Regions from separate parts of the Sus scrofa genome. Here region 2 is linked to region 1. The links are chromatin contacts, called in public Hi-C maps. All regions are on one chromosome and are shown on one strand. Each heading gives the region's core, a stretch centred on a gene start, on an enhancer-like site or on the middle of the called end of the contact. The rest is flanking DNA. Distances are from core to core; before and after follow the strand shown. Region 1 overlaps CWC27 (CWC27 spliceosome associated protein homolog). Region 2 overlaps ADAMTS6 (A disintegrin and metalloproteinase with thrombospondin motifs 6).

The links. A called contact is a pair of places that touch in the nucleus more often than the background predicts.
Region 2: a Hi-C map of embryonic fibroblasts shows a contact between it and region 1, with 4 times the contacts expected there. The contact joins two enhancer-like sites. A contact is called at or near these places in 1 of 47 Hi-C or Micro-C datasets (embryonic fibroblasts) and 1 of 2 datasets of contacts at active chromatin or transcription factors (alveolar macrophages).

What each region holds. Positions count from the first base shown.
Region 1 is chr16:43,525,996-43,531,468 of Sscrofa11.1, reverse strand. CWC27 (CWC27 spliceosome associated protein homolog) reads right to left here. Exons shown (of 14, transcript NM_001243923.1): 13 at 3,425-3,528. Among named protein-coding and RNA genes, the nearest start is that of CWC27, 180 kb to the right of the region's middle. Within about 2 kb of position 2,403, at least 17 of the 83 cell types and tissues checked have an H3K27ac peak or open chromatin away from gene starts, as enhancers often do. A contact at or near this core is called in embryonic fibroblasts, where this site is marked.
Region 2 is chr16:43,795,684-43,800,810 of Sscrofa11.1, reverse strand. ADAMTS6 (A disintegrin and metalloproteinase with thrombospondin motifs 6) reads left to right here. Exons shown (of 24, transcript XM_021076778.1): 12 at 1,768-1,913; 13 at 3,981-4,044. Among named protein-coding and RNA genes, the nearest start is that of ADAMTS6, 210 kb to the left of the region's middle. Within about 2 kb of position 1,845, at least 11 of the 83 cell types and tissues checked have an H3K27ac peak or open chromatin away from gene starts, as enhancers often do. A contact at or near this core is called in embryonic fibroblasts, where this site is marked.

The DNA of each region.
Region 1 (5,473 bases), core at 1,154-3,653:
GTCAGATACAGCTCTCTCAAACTTTTTGGGGGATCTAACTGCCTTGTCAGATACAGCTCTCCCGAACTTTTTTTGGGATCTAACCAAAGCTTTATCTAACCAAACTCCAAATGGCATATGGACTTCATCCACATGGTCATATGAATCCTTTGGCTGATGACCTCTGTTATGTATCTGATCGGTTTTATAAAGTCCATGTTGAAGGTTTCCATAGAGATAGGAGAGTGTGTGATGCTGTGGAATGAAGGAATGTAGCAGCAAAAAGGCTACTTTAACTGCTACACTAGAATCTGGTGCCCGTCACTATCACTACAAAATATTGTCAGTGAATAGCCTATCAAAGGAAGAATGCTAATAATTTTGACTGAAAAATTTCTATCATGCAATTCAGCTTAGATCTACTAATAACACTTCTTTAAATGCCTTGTTGGACAGTGAAATCTGGGAATAATTATCAAACACCATATACAGTGTTTATGATAGAATCATATTTCTTTTCTTTCTCTCCTCCTCCCACTTTTTTTTTTTTTTTTTTGCATTAAAAAGTAGAATGCTGCTGAATGGTACCCAAATGTCTGTTGTATACCATGCCAATACAGCAGCTCGGCCAAAAATGCGAATAGAATAGTTTGCCAAGTGAAAGAAAACATAACAAATTGGTAATGGTTTCTATCTTGACAGAAAATGAAAATGATCCCTCAATGTGTGGTCACTCATGCGGACACATAAAAATGTCTTAGAAGCAATCATTTTACCTCAGATAACAGACCCTGACAGTGTAGTACAGTACTGGCTGACTTTCGCTTCTTAGAAAAGCAGCAAGCGTGACCTACAAAATAGTCTGGGAACCATGTAATTTATGCATAACACACATGCACATGCCATGCACTCATAATATTTGCTATAAATCATTTTGAATACAAGACTTCTTTTCCAAGTGGGATATACTTTATGAGAGATAATCTAAATCACTAGAGACTTGATAAAGCTAAACTAGTTTATTTATGAATACAAATGATGTTCTTGCTTATCAGGTTACAAAATTTCAGAGGTCTACACTGCAACAAAAAGGCTGTATATAAAGGTCCCATGTACTCCAAGTGAATATTCAAGGTGTTTTAATTAATGTTAGATTAGACAAATACAAAAAATGTGCAGGTACACGGTCTAGAGTTCTGACTTTCTGGTTAGGAGACTACAACCGAAAGCAGAAGGAACCCCTTGACGACCTGGTAATGGCTCTTTCACCTTATTTCCCCTTCCCTTGTTTTCCCCAGATGGGGAAACTAGACAAGATCACTGACCAGTGACTTTTTTCCCCTGCTGAGAAGTTTCCCATTTGTTTAACTTTCTAATGACATTAGAACATTGATTGTATCATGAAATCACATCAAAAACAGAATGACACTTTTAAAAACACTAATTGATATCCACTGCTAATGAGGAATTCAAAATGAGAGAATACTGAACCAAGGGGCTAGGAAGAACCTTGGGAAGTTAAATGGTCTTGCCAAGTTAAGAGTAAACTTGAATCCTGTGGGTTATGAGTTTCAAATGAAACTTCTGGGTTTAAATTTGTTGGTGACTTTCCTGTTCAATAAAAAAGGACTTAAATGGCTTATAAAAAGGTTAAAAAAACTTATTGGGCATCAAACTGCTCTTACAAAACACCATCTTGATGAGTTAAGTGTAAATGAATCAGAAACACATGGATCATATTTCCTTAAAAAATGCATATGGATTCAAAAATAAGGGAAGAGGACTTGGCAAAACATTTTTGTGTGTGTGTGTGGTGGCTGAACTCAAAACATTTGAAAGATATTTTGAGACATTCAAGGAATCCAAAATAAAACTGAACCTGTCCAGTCATATAAAAACAGAAAGTTCTTCTGTGCAGTGTGCATTTATCTCTATGGGCCATTCAACACTCACTGAGCCTTCACCTTTGGCAAAAAGCTATGGGAGGAGCCAGCTTCTGCCTGAAGCAACTTCAAGTATAAACACAGATACACATAAGCAACAGAAATCTATTAAAAGAGACCTAGGGTTTTTACAAAATCATAACCCAGATCATACAGAAATTATATATGGAGAAATACACAAGTACTTTCGAGGTCTTACGTAGGTAGGATTCATCCCATTCAAATCATCATCCCCCAGCCCCTTTGATTAAAATTATATATAGTTTCAATGTCTTATTTGCTTAAATGTTTGCTTAATAAGTGTTTTTATGTCTTTTTTAATGTGTGTTCCAGCCCTCTTTCCTCCACCCTCTAGATTTGTGAGTGTTCAACAAATCTTGCTGACTGGTTTCCTGGAGGATGGGAGTGTTAAACAGAGTTTTGAAATAGGGGCGAGATGCTGTTTGGCAGAGAGAAGTGAGGCTATGATTCTGGGTTGGGGTAATGGCACATGTGACAGTTCAGAGGCTCCAGAGGGTGAGTCATGTGTGGGGGGTGACCCACTGGCTTGCTTGCAGCAATGTGCCTGAGCCAGGGTGTAGTGGGAGGTGGAGGCAGTTAGGTGTGGGGAGGCCTAATATACTACATGTGAAGTCAATTGGAGGACAGAGGAGTGTGATAAGACAAAAGCACATTCTTAGTTTTTTTTTTTTTCTTTTTCTTTTTCTTCCCTTTTTGCCAGTATAGGATAAAGTGCTAAGCACAGGACACATACAAGTCATTAATCCCTTTATTTCTTATCAGCGTCTTAAAAAGTTGAAAAATATCCAAAGATAAAAATAAGTTGACTATGTATGTATTGCTGTAGGTTAACTATGTAGGATCCTGTAGGTCATAAATCTAAAGAGGAACCTAGTATAATTATGAAACAGATTAGCGAGTTCTAAAATGTTTGTGGGAAAGTACAAATAATGATTTAGAATCTTTCTTTCTTTTTTTTGGCTGCCCCGTGGCATATGGAGTTCCCCAGGCCAGGGATCAGATCAGAGCTGTAGTTGTGACCTAAGCTGTGTCGACGCTGGATCCTTAACCAGCTGTGCTGTGCTTGGGATCAAACCTTCGTCCAGCACTCTCAAGATGCTGACAATCTTGTGGTGCCACAGTGGGAACTCCTGATTCAGAATCTTTTAAGGCTGTTTTCTAGCTATTTAAAGAGAGCTTTATCTTTTCTACAGTAATAGAAATATTAGAAAGTCATTTAGGGTGGGGATAGTGTCATATGTTTCCTGTGTATTTTCCACTGGGTAGCACAATAGTGGAAATACACCAAGCTCTCAATAAATGCTTACTCAACTGAAATGAAGTGAAAGGGAGCTGAGGCCCTATAATGATGAGTGTATAGCTGAAGGTAAATTCTAAAGAAAAAAAAAAAAAAGGAAGAGGATATAGTAGAAATGTCCTAATAGTATCTCCACTCTGAACCCATTTGCTTGTGGTTAATATCAAGAAATCAAAGGCCTTACCATCCTTCATCATCTTCTACTTCAGTTTCAGAAATGTCATTTTCAGGAGTTTCAGCAATTGCTTGAGTGAGTTTAGATTTAAACTGGTTCAGCAATGCAAGGGTCTGAAATAACAAATGGATTACTAAGTTTTCTGATAAGGACAAATATAATTTCAGAAGAGACACTTACATTTGGTAGAAAAGAAAATACCCTACCAGGATGTAAAACACTTAAATTTTTAATTTTAAATGAAAGTAACAAAACCACCTTCAAACTGCAGCAGTGATTGACAGTCACAAACCTTGACACTGCCCTGTTTGCATTTGCACTGACATTTTCCCTCAGGAATATGTAACTATTTTCTGATTTGGGGAACATAAATTTGTTTATATAGAGGATGTTTAAACTTTAAAATGCATGCTTACTAAGAGCTAAGTTTTTAGAGTCCAGAAGATAGGGAAGTACTTCACTAAGATATGGGAAATCAAAAACAAAACGCCAACAACAAATAGTATTTTTCATTAACAAATTTCAAAAAAGGCAAAATGTCATTGCTGGGGAAGTTGAAATTAATGAACACATTAATTCTTGAAAGATGGGTAAATGGGAGTGATATCTTTGGGAAGCTGTTTATATATACCAGGAACTTTAAAATGATCATTTCCGAGAGTTCCCTTCATGGTTCAGTGGAAATGAATATGACTAGCATCCATGAGGACACAGGTTTACAGGTTCGATCCCTGGCCTTGCTCAGTGGGTTAAGGATCTGGCATTGCTGTAAGCTGTGGTGTAAGTTGCAGATGTGACTTGAATCCCACTTTGCTGTGGCTGTGGTGTAGGCTGGTAGCTACAGCTCCGAATGGACCTCTAGCCTGGGAATCTCCATATGTTGTAGGTGCGGCCCTAAAAAGACAAAAAAAAAAAAAAAAAAATCATTTCCTTTGATTGTATAATTCCAATCCTGGAAATACATGTAGAAAAACAGTCTGAAATGCTGAAAATGACTGATGCAAAAGATGTTCACTGCAGTAATATTCATACAAGTGAAAAATAGAAATATGTTAAATGTCCAGGAACTAGATAAATTTGGTAAAAAGCAATGAATATGCTATTACATTACTATTAAAAATTATATACAGAAGTATTATATTCTATTGTTAAGTAAAAGAAGTAGGATATAAATATCATATTGAGTATTTTTTTTTTTTTTTTTAAAGAGACCATTCCTCTGATTTTTTGTTTGTTTGCATACCCTTTGTGGGTAAGAGGAAATAAGTGCCTCAAATTTTAATCACAGTGTTTCCTGGCTATATAACAGTTTGCTCCAGAATTTGAGCAGAAAATCAGAAATTAGAATTTTGTTTTTTATTTTCCATAGTTTTAAAAAGTTTGTAACTGTGAAATGGGATAAAGGACTACCAGTCTAAAAAATCAGTTTCTAATTAAGGTACTGGTACACTGAATTCAGTACTAAAATATAGTTGATCCTTAAACAACATAAAGGTTAGGGGCACCAATCCTCTGAGCAGTTGAAAATCCACCTGTAACTTTATAGCCACCCCTCCCTTCTGCATCTGTGGTTATGCAACCAACCATGGTTAGTCTACAACTACAGTACCCATTTATTGAAAGAAATTTGTCTATAAGTGGACACAAAATTCAAAGCTGTGTTGTTTAAGGGCCAACTGTACTTATATTTTGTAAGGAAAAAGATGTGTGACAGTTCAATATATGAATAACAGATACAATAAAGAGTCATACTAACTTGGAGGATCCAGAGTTTATTTAGGAGATATCATTCAGACCACAGTTCATGAAAAAGCTAAGTAGGTTTTAGTGGTCTAGAACCCAAGCTCAATAAAGACAGGTGGTGCCAAAATAACTACAAGAAACAAAGGCGTTATTGCTAAAAAAAAGATAGTGAAAAGTGCTTTATGGAAGTTCCCATTGTGGCTCAGTGGTAATGAGCTCAACATGAGGATGTGGGTTCAATCCCTGGCCTTGCTCAGTTAAGGATCTGGTGTTGCCTTGTGCTGTGGTGTAGGCTGCAGTTGCATGGGCTTGGAT
Region 2 (5,127 bases), core at 596-3,095, 270 kb before region 1:
AAATAAACAGGCTAATTTAAAGTAGTGGTAGCAGTGGACACTAGAACCGGAAGATGTAATCTCTTGTACATCCTGGAGATGGGGGAGGGGAAAGCAAGGAGGGGTAGTGAAGTACCAGCACTTCAGAAAGAGAGTGATCGGAGGAACAATCTCTGCAATAAAGTGACACTCACTTGACCTGAGACCAAATGATAAGAGAACAATAAATGGAATCTGGAGAAGAGTATTCCCAGGAGGGCTAGCAAATGCAAATAACCTGAGGAGAAAACAAGTTTAACATATTGAGGAAAGAAGAGAAGGCCATTGTGTCTGGAACATTCTGTACAAGAGAGAATAACGCTGGAGAATGAGGAGCGGCTAGATCACAAAGGCCACCGTTGACCAGAGTTAAGGGAAACTGCCACAGTTTTTTAAGCAAAAAAGTGACATGAGGAGTTCCCTTCTTGTGCAGTGAGTTAAGAATCTGGCCTTGTCAACTGCAGCAGCTTGGGTCATTGCTGTGGCTAGGTTTGATCCCTGGCCTGGGAACTTCCACATGCTGCAGGCATGGCCAAAAAAAGAAAAGTGTTGTGATGTGATAATGTGTTTTTAAAAGAGCTCTCTGAGAACTCATTGGGGGAATAGATTGATTATAGGTAGAAGAAAGTGAGGCAGGGGATCAGGTAATGAGCTATTCCATTTGTCAGTTTGGTCTAGAGTAGTAGCAGTACAAACAGTGCAAATGGAAGAATTCTAAATATATCAGAATTTGTATAATAGGCTGATTACTCTATAAGCATCGCATGCCATAATCCCTTTACATTTTAATATAAGGGTTCTTACTTAACAATCTAACATTGTTGACAGTTACTCAATTCTAATAGTATTCCATATTTTTATTCACATAAACAAATAATTTCCATAACATCAGTATGGTTTGTCAAATTTTGATAACTCAGAAAAAATGCACCAATAAAAGCCTAGAAATGCTTGGGTTGTTTTTTTAAAAAAGAGTTTCATTTTTACCATATTCTGCAAATAAGATTTATCATGTTAGAGTTATGAGCTGATTATGCCATGTCTGTGTCTTGATAAATTATTCCTGGCTTTCTACTTATGTGCAGTATGTGTGGTTTATTGCAGAGAGTAAGGCTGAAAGGAATTCCAGTACACATGTTCATGCAGGACCTATACACATGGCTAGTCAGTGTATAAGGGTTTTTTTGTACCCCGTCCCTAGTGTCTTGGCATTACTTTTATTATGTCTGCAGTACTCATGTAGATGAAATGCCACAGCACATTCTTTTACTATTGTAGCCTCAACCAGCCTTTTTTTTCTTTTTTCTTTTTTTTTTTTTTTTAAGAAAAAGCAATTACCATCATAAAAATTCCTTACTGGGGAACTTTCCATATTGCATTATCATTCCATGAGTCTAATAATAGTGGGATATAAAGAAAAAAGTTTTAATACTAAAATATCTAAAAAAGACTTTTGAGGTCTCTATAATGTGAAACACTAAAAGTCTGGAGGAGGAAACATAAGGAAAAAAGAAGTAAAGTTTTTTAGACTCTTGGTACTTGTTAGAGATTTATAAATCATTGCCTAGGTAAAGATAATTTGCAGATCACATGTACCTTTACCAATGTCTAAACACAGTTAAAAAACTCTGTTATCTATTGGGAGAATGCTAATGCCTATAATTGGTCATTGCTGATCCTTATGTATTTCTATCCTGATAGCTCTATCTGCCTAAAAGCTAATTCTGTGTTTTCTGTGAAATCTTGCAGTGGTGTTATCAGGGAGATTGTGTTCCTTTTGGCACTTGGCCCCAGAGCGTAGATGGGGGCTGGGGTCCCTGGTCACTATGGGGAGAGTGCAGCAGGACCTGCGGGGGAGGCGTCTCCTCATCCCTAAGACACTGTGACAGTCCAGCGTAAGTAGCTAAAGTAAGCCGGAGCCAACAAAAAGACACAGTTGGAAATGATTCAAAGCTGCGGTTTCACATGTTATCTGTAAAAACGTTTCACCAGTGAGCCAAGTACTTGTCTTCAGAACGAGGAATAGGCACAGGAAAGTGGAGGAGCCTTGTTAGACAGACTTTCTTTTTCTTCTTTTCACCTTGCTGTGTAACTAAAAGAGAAAAGCATTGTGTATCTATCCCAGGTATAGTCAGACTTTTAATTTAGTAATAATCAGATAGATTTCCTCCTCCAAAAAGTACTGAATTATGGATGAATCCAGGTCTGGTCTAAGCTACATTACCATTATTCCCAGGAAACCTGAGGTCTTTTCACATGTCACATAAAATTATTACTGCTACATTAGTATTAAAAGGACCAATGAGAGCACTTCAAGGATTGAAATGCCTTGATTCGCATCACAAATCACAATGAAAAGAATACTGCCCATGTGTTAAAATAGTTTCCATTCACATGCCCCCATTAATCATCTTCCAGAGCTGCCACCACTTTTCTCCCCATGACTGTTTTATGCAGGTCAGACTGCTCCTCTCCCACCACTCTTTTTCTCCAGCCAGAGTCCCCCTGGCATGTAGCCAGCCCCATCAGTATTCCTTGCTAGCTGTGTTGCTCCTTCTTCCCACAAGTGCCCATTACAGGTGGATGATTCCTCTAGTTGGTCTTTCGTGTCCTTCCAGAGACTGAACTGCTCCTTAGCTGCTTCATGTCAAAAGCTCCCATTTTGGTTTAGAGCTCAGGTTGAGGACTTTCTTTCCTGACAATTATTTGAGGCAGAATAATGTTCTGATATCACTTCTGCTTTTTTCCCCCTTCTAGAGTAAAAGATGGTCTGTTCTTATTTTTTATTTTTTCTCATTTTAACTCAGGATCCCTCTCTTTGGTTTCTCTCTCTAAATATCTCTTTTCTTCTCTTTTATACTCTTTAACTTGAAATTGTTCCTTGTTTTCATTCTCCTACTTTCTGTCTTTACCCTCCTGCTAAACAGAGCTCACTGTCACCCACTCATAAACCAGCTTTGCCACCACCATCCCCACTACCTTGTTTTTGTCTGACCAACCCATTTCTCCCATGCTGATTCAAGCTGGGTCTTTTCTCAGCATTCACAGTATATTCAAAGTGTAGCTTTAATTATCCCATTGATACCATTGAGCCAAAATTATAATTAGACTTGATCTTTTTAAAACAAGTACAGAATAATTAAGTCCAACTGAATGCTACTGTAATTTAATAACCAAAAGTATAAAACCCTATGATAATAAATAATATACTTAGATACTTAAGAAGATGACATGGACTTCTTTTAAAAGAACAAGTTAGTTTTTTCCAGTCAAAAACTGTATGCCCAAATGATAACATAACTTTCCCTAATGTTAAATACTCCAAAAAATCAATTCATATAAAGCAAATATTTGACACATTAATTTGAATGTAACATAAAGTGTTTATATAATGCAAGCCCTTCTGATGTTTAGATTTAATTTTTAAAAACTCCATGTAATATTTGAAATGAGATAGAAATTTCTTTCTGCATTAAAAACTTTGAACTGAAGCTATTTCCAGAAAGTTATTTAGGGTCCTCTCCTTATTTCCAGTCTGGGAGAAAAAACTAAACTCCATTTTCTGCTTGGTGAACATGTGACATCAGATTATGTGTTTTATTGAATATGATTCAAATGGCTTTTCATTGTAAATGATTTTTTAACTCATTGTATTGAACTGAGTACCTGTTTACTATGATAGTTAGAAAAATACATTGATGTGATTGCATTTTCTTAAGAATGTATATCATCACAATTAAGAGGCTTATAAAGTTATTCATAGTAAATCACCTTAATTTTTATGTTAAACAACCGTAATTATTGTTGCCCTCACCAGCATGACTGTTATTTTAATAACTAATAAAATGCCTAATTTTGTATCTTTTTAAAGTAAATGTTCTTATGTTTTCATCAAGCAATATATGTACTCTTTACATGGTTAAATATATTACATTCACATGTTAAACAAAATGTGTTTTCAGACCTTCAGGAGGTGGAAAATATTGCCTTGGGGAAAGGAAACGGTATCGCTCCTGCAACACAGATGTAAGTAAAACCAAACTCTGCTATTAAAAATTAGCTTACATTTCCCCTGGAGCAGCGAAATCTTTAAAATTGTGAGCTATTTGATCAGAAATCCATGTGTATGAGGGTCACATGAATTTTTCAAAGTACATGGAACCAGCCTCACGTCCATCAATTCCATCAACAGTGCTAAAAGCAAATACACTCTCCCCTGATAGGAATCAAAAGAGAGACACACAGCCCCTGAACTTCCCTGGGCCCCCAACACTCACAACTTTGCCACCAATATCTTTCTTGCGTTCAAGGAACAAGGATTAATCTTATTATTCCATTTATCCCATTTTGTATTTGCCACTGCAGTAAGTCCCAGGCTTCCACATCATTCCTTGTCTCTTGCCTTCCAATCCTATAAATCTGTTATTCCTTCTTTTGCTTCTTATCCCTGCCCAATGACTGAAACTCTTCTACGCCCTTGGAAACTCATGATCCATCATCAGCAAAATCCTTTATATCCTGACATCTCCAATTTTTTTTTTGATAGGCAAAAAATAGATTTATTAAGATAAAGCACTTGTGAGAGATGCAAGTGGGCAGGCAAGGTGATTCTCCAAATTTTCTTTCTTTTCACATTCTTGTTCTAATTAAAACTGGCTCAGAGTTCCCGTCGTGGCCCAGTGGTTAACGAATCCAACTAGGAACCATGTGGTTGCGGGTTCGATCCCTGACCTTGTTCATTGGGTTGGGGATCCGGGGTAGGCGTGAGCTGTGGTGTGGGTTGCAGACGCGGCTTGGATCCTGCGTTGCTGTGGCTCTGGCGTAGGCCAGCAGCTACAGCTCCCATTGGACCCCTAGCCTGGGAACCTCCATATGCCGCGGGAGCAGCCCCAGAAAAGGCAAAAAGACCAAAAAAAACCAAAAAACTGGCTCTCCTCTGAAGCTACTCCTTCCTCTGCAGCCCCAAAGTTAAGAATATAGGTTTTCTCCCTTAGCTTTTAAATGACTGGGCCTGGAAGTGAATTGACTATCTTTTTTATACCTCATTTCTCCTCCCAGATAATTTTTGCTTCCTCCTATGTAAAAACCACAGCTTTTAATTTCATGTCA